Regions from separate parts of the Rattus norvegicus genome. Here region 2 is linked to region 1. The links are chromatin contacts, called in public Hi-C maps. All regions are on one chromosome and are shown on one strand. The core of a region is the stretch at or near the end of the contact, and the rest is flanking DNA. Distances in the headings are between cores, read along the strand shown. Region 1 holds the start of Gsk3b (glycogen synthase kinase 3 beta). Region 2 holds the start of Lrrc58 (leucine rich repeat containing 58).

Region 1 (3,291 bases), core at 21-2,520:
ACATTTGAACACTGGATACTCGGTATACCAAACACTTCAAGAACACAGACTTTTTTTTTTTTTCAGCACAGATTCCCCAGCAAAAGACTGACAGATACTCATAGATACATTTTAAATCAGCCTAAAAAGGTATCCACTTGTACTCTTTAAAAAAAAAATTAACAAGTAATAAATGCAACACCACTTCAAAATTAAACTTAAATGACAGTCAGTGACAACACTTAACTTAGTATTTGGCAATATGGCAATACAACCTCAATCAAAAGTTGAATCTCCAAGTTACCTTTTGATTACACAAATTATATGGTGGCAGATTGGTAATGTCAAAACAGGAAGGTTAAGAGATAACACATTAAACCACTTAAAAATTAAAAACAATGCACTCAGAGATGCATCTGCTGCGGGATATTTCTCAGCTCCCACCAGCCCGGAGAAGAGTGAGGGATGGATACTAGCTCGCCTCCAACGGGAATGTGGGTTACCAAGCAAGTTCCTCCCCAGATTCAAAAATACTTTGTGTAGTCACACAGGCAAAAAGGAAATATTAGGAGGCTGGGGCATTTAGTATCTCTATTTAGAATGCAGACCCGTGATAACCTGAGCTAACTAAAATAAACCCCCTCATTCCAGAAGACACGGACTCGGCAAATGTACATCATGGTTTATTAATCAAGCGTTGTCCTCTTTATTCAAAGGGATGGGCAAGCGAAAGCTTCCACCGCTTAACCCGGAGGCACTGGGGCACTTGAAAAGACTGACTACCAACAGCACGGAGAACGTAAGAAAATAAGTTTCGAATCCAATCAGCCAAATAAAACTAATATTCTCTCAATTCAAGGTTAATGAGGCTGGGGGAGGGGGGTATGGGTATGGGAGGAGAAAAAGGAGCTGCCTCATCTTGAGTCAAGACAGGTTTTGCCCTTTTCCACTACCACTGGCTGACTGACTGTTCTATCAGGTCTGTTAGTTTAGATCCTGGTATTTCGAGGTTTCTTATCTTAATGGTGAGGTGGAGAAAGGGTGTAAAATAAAATCGATACTCACTGCTAACTTTCATGCTACCAAAAGCTGAAGGCTGCTGCACTGGCTTGCAGCTCTCCGCAAAGGAGGTGGTTCTCGGTCGCCCCGACATGATGGCTCTTCTCGATTCACCTTTTCCTTCCTTAATCCTTTTCTTCCTTTTGTTTTATGTTAGGGTACTAGGTTAATAATAAATGCAGCATTAAGTTCTCCCGCAAGAAAAAAAAAAAAAAGACTTCGTTCTCTTGGCCTTTCACTCCTTTTGTATAGCTATTTAAGAAGAAAAAAAAAAGGAGCTATGTATTTCTTCAAGACAGATCGGTACGGATATTTAACACATAGATGATTTAGAGCTGGGGGGAAAATATAATTCTTTCACCTCCCTTTCCTGGGAGAGGAGAAAAAGGGTGGAGTGGAATCCTTAAAAAATATATATATATCACGTGAACGAGGGCAAATACTTGATTGAAAATAAGTACTCTGAGTATTATATTTTCCTCGGGGATTTTTTTCCGAGTCAATGAAGAAGGGAAGCGGCGGAAGGATCACGAGCCTCACGCTTGAAGAGAAGGGGGATGGGAAGGAGGGAGGAGATGGCTCGGAGATGCGACGGCAAACGCTGCGGCTCCGGCAGCAGAGGGATCCGGCGGTCTGACGGCGGCGGCGGCCGGGTGAATCGGAGGGCAGCGCAGTCGCGAGTCAGTGGCGGGCGGTGGCGGCGGCGGCTCCTCTCCTCATTGCGCCAGGAGCAGCTGCAGGCGGTGGCTGGATCCAGCGGCCATGGCGGCAGCGGCGGCGGAGGCAGCTCCCTTCAGACCCCAGGCAGCGGCTCCCTGACTGCTCCCCATACGCCGGGGACATGGGAACCAGGCAACCGCTTCCGTCCCTCGGGGTCCCCTCCCCCGTCCGCGGCCCCGGCACGGCCGGCCTCCGCCCCTCGCCTCTGCTGAGCGGCTGCTCGGGAAGTGTCCGCGCTGTGCCCCGAGCCCGAAGCCCTGTCAGCGGCTGCAGGGACGGCTCCTCCTCGCTGCCTTCCTTCCTTTGTCACTCGGCCCAGGCGGCGGCGACGGCGGCGACACAAGCCCGCATTCGGCCGGGTCGGGGGCTGCTCTGTGCGAGGCGCGCCGTCTGCGCAGTCGCCTAGCCCTTCCCCACTCCCCCCTCCCCCTTCCTACTCGTCCTCCGCCTCCTTCCTCCCCCACCCAGCCTTACACCGCCCAGCGCCCCGCCGCCCGCGTAACAGGCGTCTGGGAATCGCTCGCCGAGCCCGCGCCCGCCAGCTTCGGCTGTGGAGCCGAAACCTAAGCTGGAACCAATCAAAGACGTCGTTTGCTTGCAGCTCCGGCCGGAAAAAGCCGAGCGGCCTAAATAACCAATGAGGAGACGCCGCTGGGAGACCACGCCCCGGCAACGAGGAATGCCGAAGGTAGCCGAAAAGAGGGAAAGAGGGTTCGCCTTGTTCTGTGGCTGGCTGGAGAAAAGATTCGACAATAGCGACAGTGGCCAATCGGAGCTCTAGGCCCGCAGGGGGAAGCCTGAAGAGTTAAGGACAGCGAAACTCCCGAGTCGCGGGAGGAACTACTCGGCTGGGCACCGCGCCCGTTTCCTCATTGGCTGGACAACTCCACCGGGCGTGTTCTTTTCTCAGTGATTGGTGAAGGGAAGGGGGCTTCCGAGGACATCTGGCCAGTCAGAGCCTCCCCTCCCTCTTTGAGGCGGGGAGAAGACGAAAGCGGAGGGAGTGCATCTATAAAGTGCCATCTCATTGGTCTGCAGCATCGGAGCTGTAGCGCGGGGGAGGGGAGCCGCAAAAGGGAGAAGGAGGGTGTAGGAGCCCGTGGCGGCGGCCAATGGGCGACCACTGCTGTGTAATCGCAAGACCTAGCTGCAGTGGGATTGGCCTCGGGTGGTCCCTAGAGCGGGCGGACCGGCTGAGTGGTCGGCCTGCGTCTGCTCTCCGACCCGACGCTCGTGCTGGCTGTGCAGCCGGTCTGAAAATGCTGGCGGTCGGAGGGCCGAGCCGCGAGCGCTCTAGTGGGACGAGAGGTTGTCCCCATTCCCGGGAGCTCCGCGGGGCGCAGCTTACCGAGTGCGCCCGAGGCTCCCCACCGCGCGAGCTAAGGATATGGGAACGTCTTCCCTGAAAGACGTAGGCACTCAAATGGAAACAAAGCTTCCAGAGAGGGAGCGCCTCTGGGCAGCCGCGCCCGCCCGTCGCGGGGGGCCGCTGATATCGTGGGGGTGGGGGGAGCCCTTTGCAGCAGGCGCACA
Region 2 (3,461 bases), core at 799-3,298, 220 kb after region 1:
GTGCTCATCTTTGATCAGTTAGGAATTACTCTCCTCCTAGCCCCTGGGCTTTCACATTCACTCTTCTGCTTACTGGGGTCGGTCCGACGGCTCACACCTAACCTTCACTGTTACTTCCTTCAAATAAATCAGATGGCACTGACTCAAGGACCCAAACAGGTCAAACCCCTGTTGTTCTGTCTCAGGGTACTAGCCTCAGAGCTTAGGAAAATGTCGGACACACCAAGCACTCTGTAAACATCTACGGAGGAGCAAATTAGGGGACACTGTGTCCAGAGGCCTCATTTGGCAAACAGGAAGTGCTAAGTGGCCAGCGGAAGGAAGGATGAGATGTGAAGAAAAGGTCTTATTTCCAATCAATGTTTTCCCTGTGAACTCGAAGGTTCTTTCTAGCTCCACATTCTTTTATCTTGGCTAATCCAATAAAGGAGCTGAAACTATTTAACAAGTGGAAGATAGTTTCTTGTTGTTTTACTTCCCACTCCCCTGCAGGACACCTTAGGGCACTTCTATTACCCTTTTCTGTACCTCCCTACTCCAGTACACTCTACATTACTGACTAAGCTTAGAAGAGGTAGACAGTTCCTGTAAAGAAGGAACTATATTCAATAACATAAATACAATGGAGGGGCGTGTGACATACAGAGGAAGTACAGTTTGGCGTTAATTGTCCTGGGAACAGTTAAAAAAGGGGGGGGGGACAGAAAAGACTCCTAAGATAAGATTTTGAAATGTGAATAGTTCCTCAGGGTCAAAGGAAGGGCAGCATGAAGAGGTTTTGCCCGACCCCACCCAATACAAGGACAAGGGCTGCTTTCTATAAAAGGGGGGAGTGCAAGGCTCACTAACTCCACAAATGGTACTTTGGCTACGGCTAAAAGGGGCTAACTGGAAATAGAATAAAAACCAAGTAGGCCAGAGCACTTCCTACGCCACGTTAAATGCCACTTTGATGCAAACGCGTGCAAAGCCACGGAAGACTTCCCAGTAAGAAATCGCCCACCTCTGTTACTGGGCGCCCACTTGGCTCCCTCACTAGACTCAAGAAATAAGGCGAAGTCTTTTTTTTTTTTTTCCTATTCTTTTTTTCGGAGCTGGGGACCGAACCCAGGGCCAGCACTCTACCACTGAGCCAAATCCCCAACCCCAAGGCGAAGTCTTAATAAGGCTTAGTGGCGCATGTTTTTAGTCGCAGAATTTGGGAGGTAGAGGCAGGCGGATCTCTGTGGGTTCGAGGCTACCCTGGCCCTGGTCTACACAATGAGTTCCAGAGTTCATTGGGGGCGAGTGGCGGGGGTGGGGGTACAGGTAGGGGTGCGGCGAAAATGCCTCAAAGACCTGCATAGGCCAAACACAACCCAAAGGCCACCACCCACTCAACCTTAGACGCTAAGCGGCGATGGCTCGCCAGTAGCACCCCCTCCTCCGCCCTTCAACACGGTGCCACGGAGCTCGGGCCACCGCCCGGCTCCCCAACCCCCCCTCCCAATCCCGTCTCGCAGCCACTCACCTCTGCAAGTTCTCGATCTCGGCGGGGATGCTCTGCAGCTGGTTGCCTCCCAGGCTGAGGGTCTGAAGCGCGCGCAGCTCCAGCAGCGAGGCCGGCAGCTCCTGGAAGCAGTTGCCGCTGAGGTTGAGTACCTGGAGGCTGCGGCAGAGCGGCGACTGGCCCAGGCCCTTGGGCAGCGAGCCCGGGCCGCCGAGCCGGTTGTTCCTGGCCAGCAGCGTGCGCAGGCCGCTCAGCGTCAGCAGCTCGGGTCCCAGCGCCGTGAGCGCGTTGCCGCTCACGTCCAGGAGCTGGAGGTGTGGGAAGCCGCTGCCCAGCGCCCGTGGCAGCGACGTCAGACGGTTATACGGCAGCAGCAGCCGCAGCAGCGCCTCCCGTGAGCCGCGCCGCTCCTCCGCGCGCGCCTCCAGCTCCGACTCCAGCGCCTCGGCCGACACGCTGAGGCGGGACCAGTTGAGTTCGGCCTCCCCGAGCGCGGCCTCCTCCATCCCGCCGGACCCCAGGCCGCTAGCCGAGGCGGCGCGCCCCGGAACCTGAAGCGAGCGCCGCGTCGGAAGTGGCGCGGGGCGGCCCGGCCCGGGCGCTCACCCCGCGGGGTGGCCGAGTCACGCGATGTCCAGCGCGGGGTGCGCGCGCCGCTCGGGGGCAGGCTCCTCCTCACGTGGCGCGCGGCGCGGCCTGCGCAGCGGAGGCCTGGTGCTCACTGGATAGTCTGAGGGAGCTAGGCTCGCCCGGGCGTCGCGGACCTCACGTAGCGAGCCGGAAGCCTGAGGCTCCCCAGAGCGGGCCGCTCGCTTTTTATATTCGGGTGCCCCATGGCCTTGGCCGCCAGAGTAAACAGCTCCGGGGCTGATGATCCGGCCCGAAGGCCGACGCGTCACGGGGCGCCGCCTCCTTTGTTCTCACTTGAGACAGGGCCCCCATTTCTGCCGGATCCAGAGAGAGCAGCCATGACTGGAACGTAGCCCGAGAATTTAAGTCTGCAGGAGAGCGGACTGGTGACCCACGCCCCTAGTCCCCACTCCGAAATGTTGAAGTGTACTGAGTTTGAGGCCAGCCTGACCTATATAGCGAGTACCAGGCTAACCAGGGCTACAAGGGAAAGAACAAAGGCCTCTTCGAAGCTAAAGCCAAAGGCAGAGAGATTGCAGTCGCCCCATCTGGAAAACTTGCTTAAAGTTTTCCTTCCCTTCCTTACTTGCCCTTTGTCTTTTAAAGTAGTAGCACTGTCTACAGAGCAAGTTCCAGGATAGCCACAGCTATGCAGAGAAACTTGTCTCAAAAAACCAAAATAACAAAAGCAATGTGTGTCGAATAAGAACTTTGCTCACATCCATTACAGAATCACTCCTGTGGGCTTTGGTCTCTCGTGGGAGCAGATAGAGGAGGTCCCTTGATTTGAGCTAGTTTACACTGAGCTCAGATGGAGAAAGCATTCAGAGAGTCCTAGATAGAATTTAACTGGGAAATTCTTGACTCTGGCCCTAATTCACTAATTCCAGTAGATGTATTTTCATCCTGATCCCATTTCAATTTCAACCTTTTCTGAGATTACATTTTGTAATTTTAAAGTCATTAATGGAAATGAGAGAACTACTTAGCGTTTCTTACTGAGCTTAAGTACAAGAAAGTCACAAGGTTATGTGGTAACCAGTGGGATTAAATTGCTTTTTTCCCTAAAGAACATAATCTCATGTCCTCGGTTTTGTAGATGAGAGACTTCATGTTTCTTCACAGCTAAGCTTTATGGTTGAGTTGACTTGGAAGGATATAGTTTGTTAGTTTAACAACCCATGGGTGGAATTAAAAAATGTGTGCCAGGCACAGTGGTACCTGCTTTTAATCTCAACTCTCAGGAGGCAACGGTAGGACTATCTCTGAGGGTCAGCCTGCTCTACAGTTTTAGGAGAGAGAGAGAGAGAGAGAGAGAGAGAGAGAGAGAGAGAGAGACCGT

What was found. Hi-C and Micro-C count contacts between places; a contact is called where the count stands out from the background.
Region 2: a Hi-C map of mammary epithelial cells shows a contact between it and region 1, with 4 times the contacts expected there. The contact joins the promoter of Lrrc58 here to the promoter of Gsk3b in region 1. A contact is called at or near these places in 2 of 12 Hi-C or Micro-C datasets (frontal cortex and mammary epithelial cells) and 1 of 1 datasets of contacts at active chromatin or transcription factors (oligodendrocytes).

The regions. Positions count from the first base shown.
Region 1 is chr11:76,151,979-76,155,269 of GRCr8, forward strand. Gsk3b (glycogen synthase kinase 3 beta) reads right to left here and starts at 1,271. Exons shown (of 11, transcript NM_032080.1): 1 at 1,045-1,271. The coding sequence starts at 1,132.
Region 2 is chr11:76,366,261-76,369,721 of GRCr8, forward strand. It overlaps Lrrc58 (leucine rich repeat containing 58), which reads right to left and starts at 2,049. Exons shown (of 4, transcript NM_001195558.1): 1 at 1,511-2,049. The coding sequence starts at 1,995. It overlaps Btnl12 (butyrophilin-like 12), which reads left to right and starts at 3,185. Exons shown (of 5, transcript XM_063270931.1): 1 at 3,185-3,461.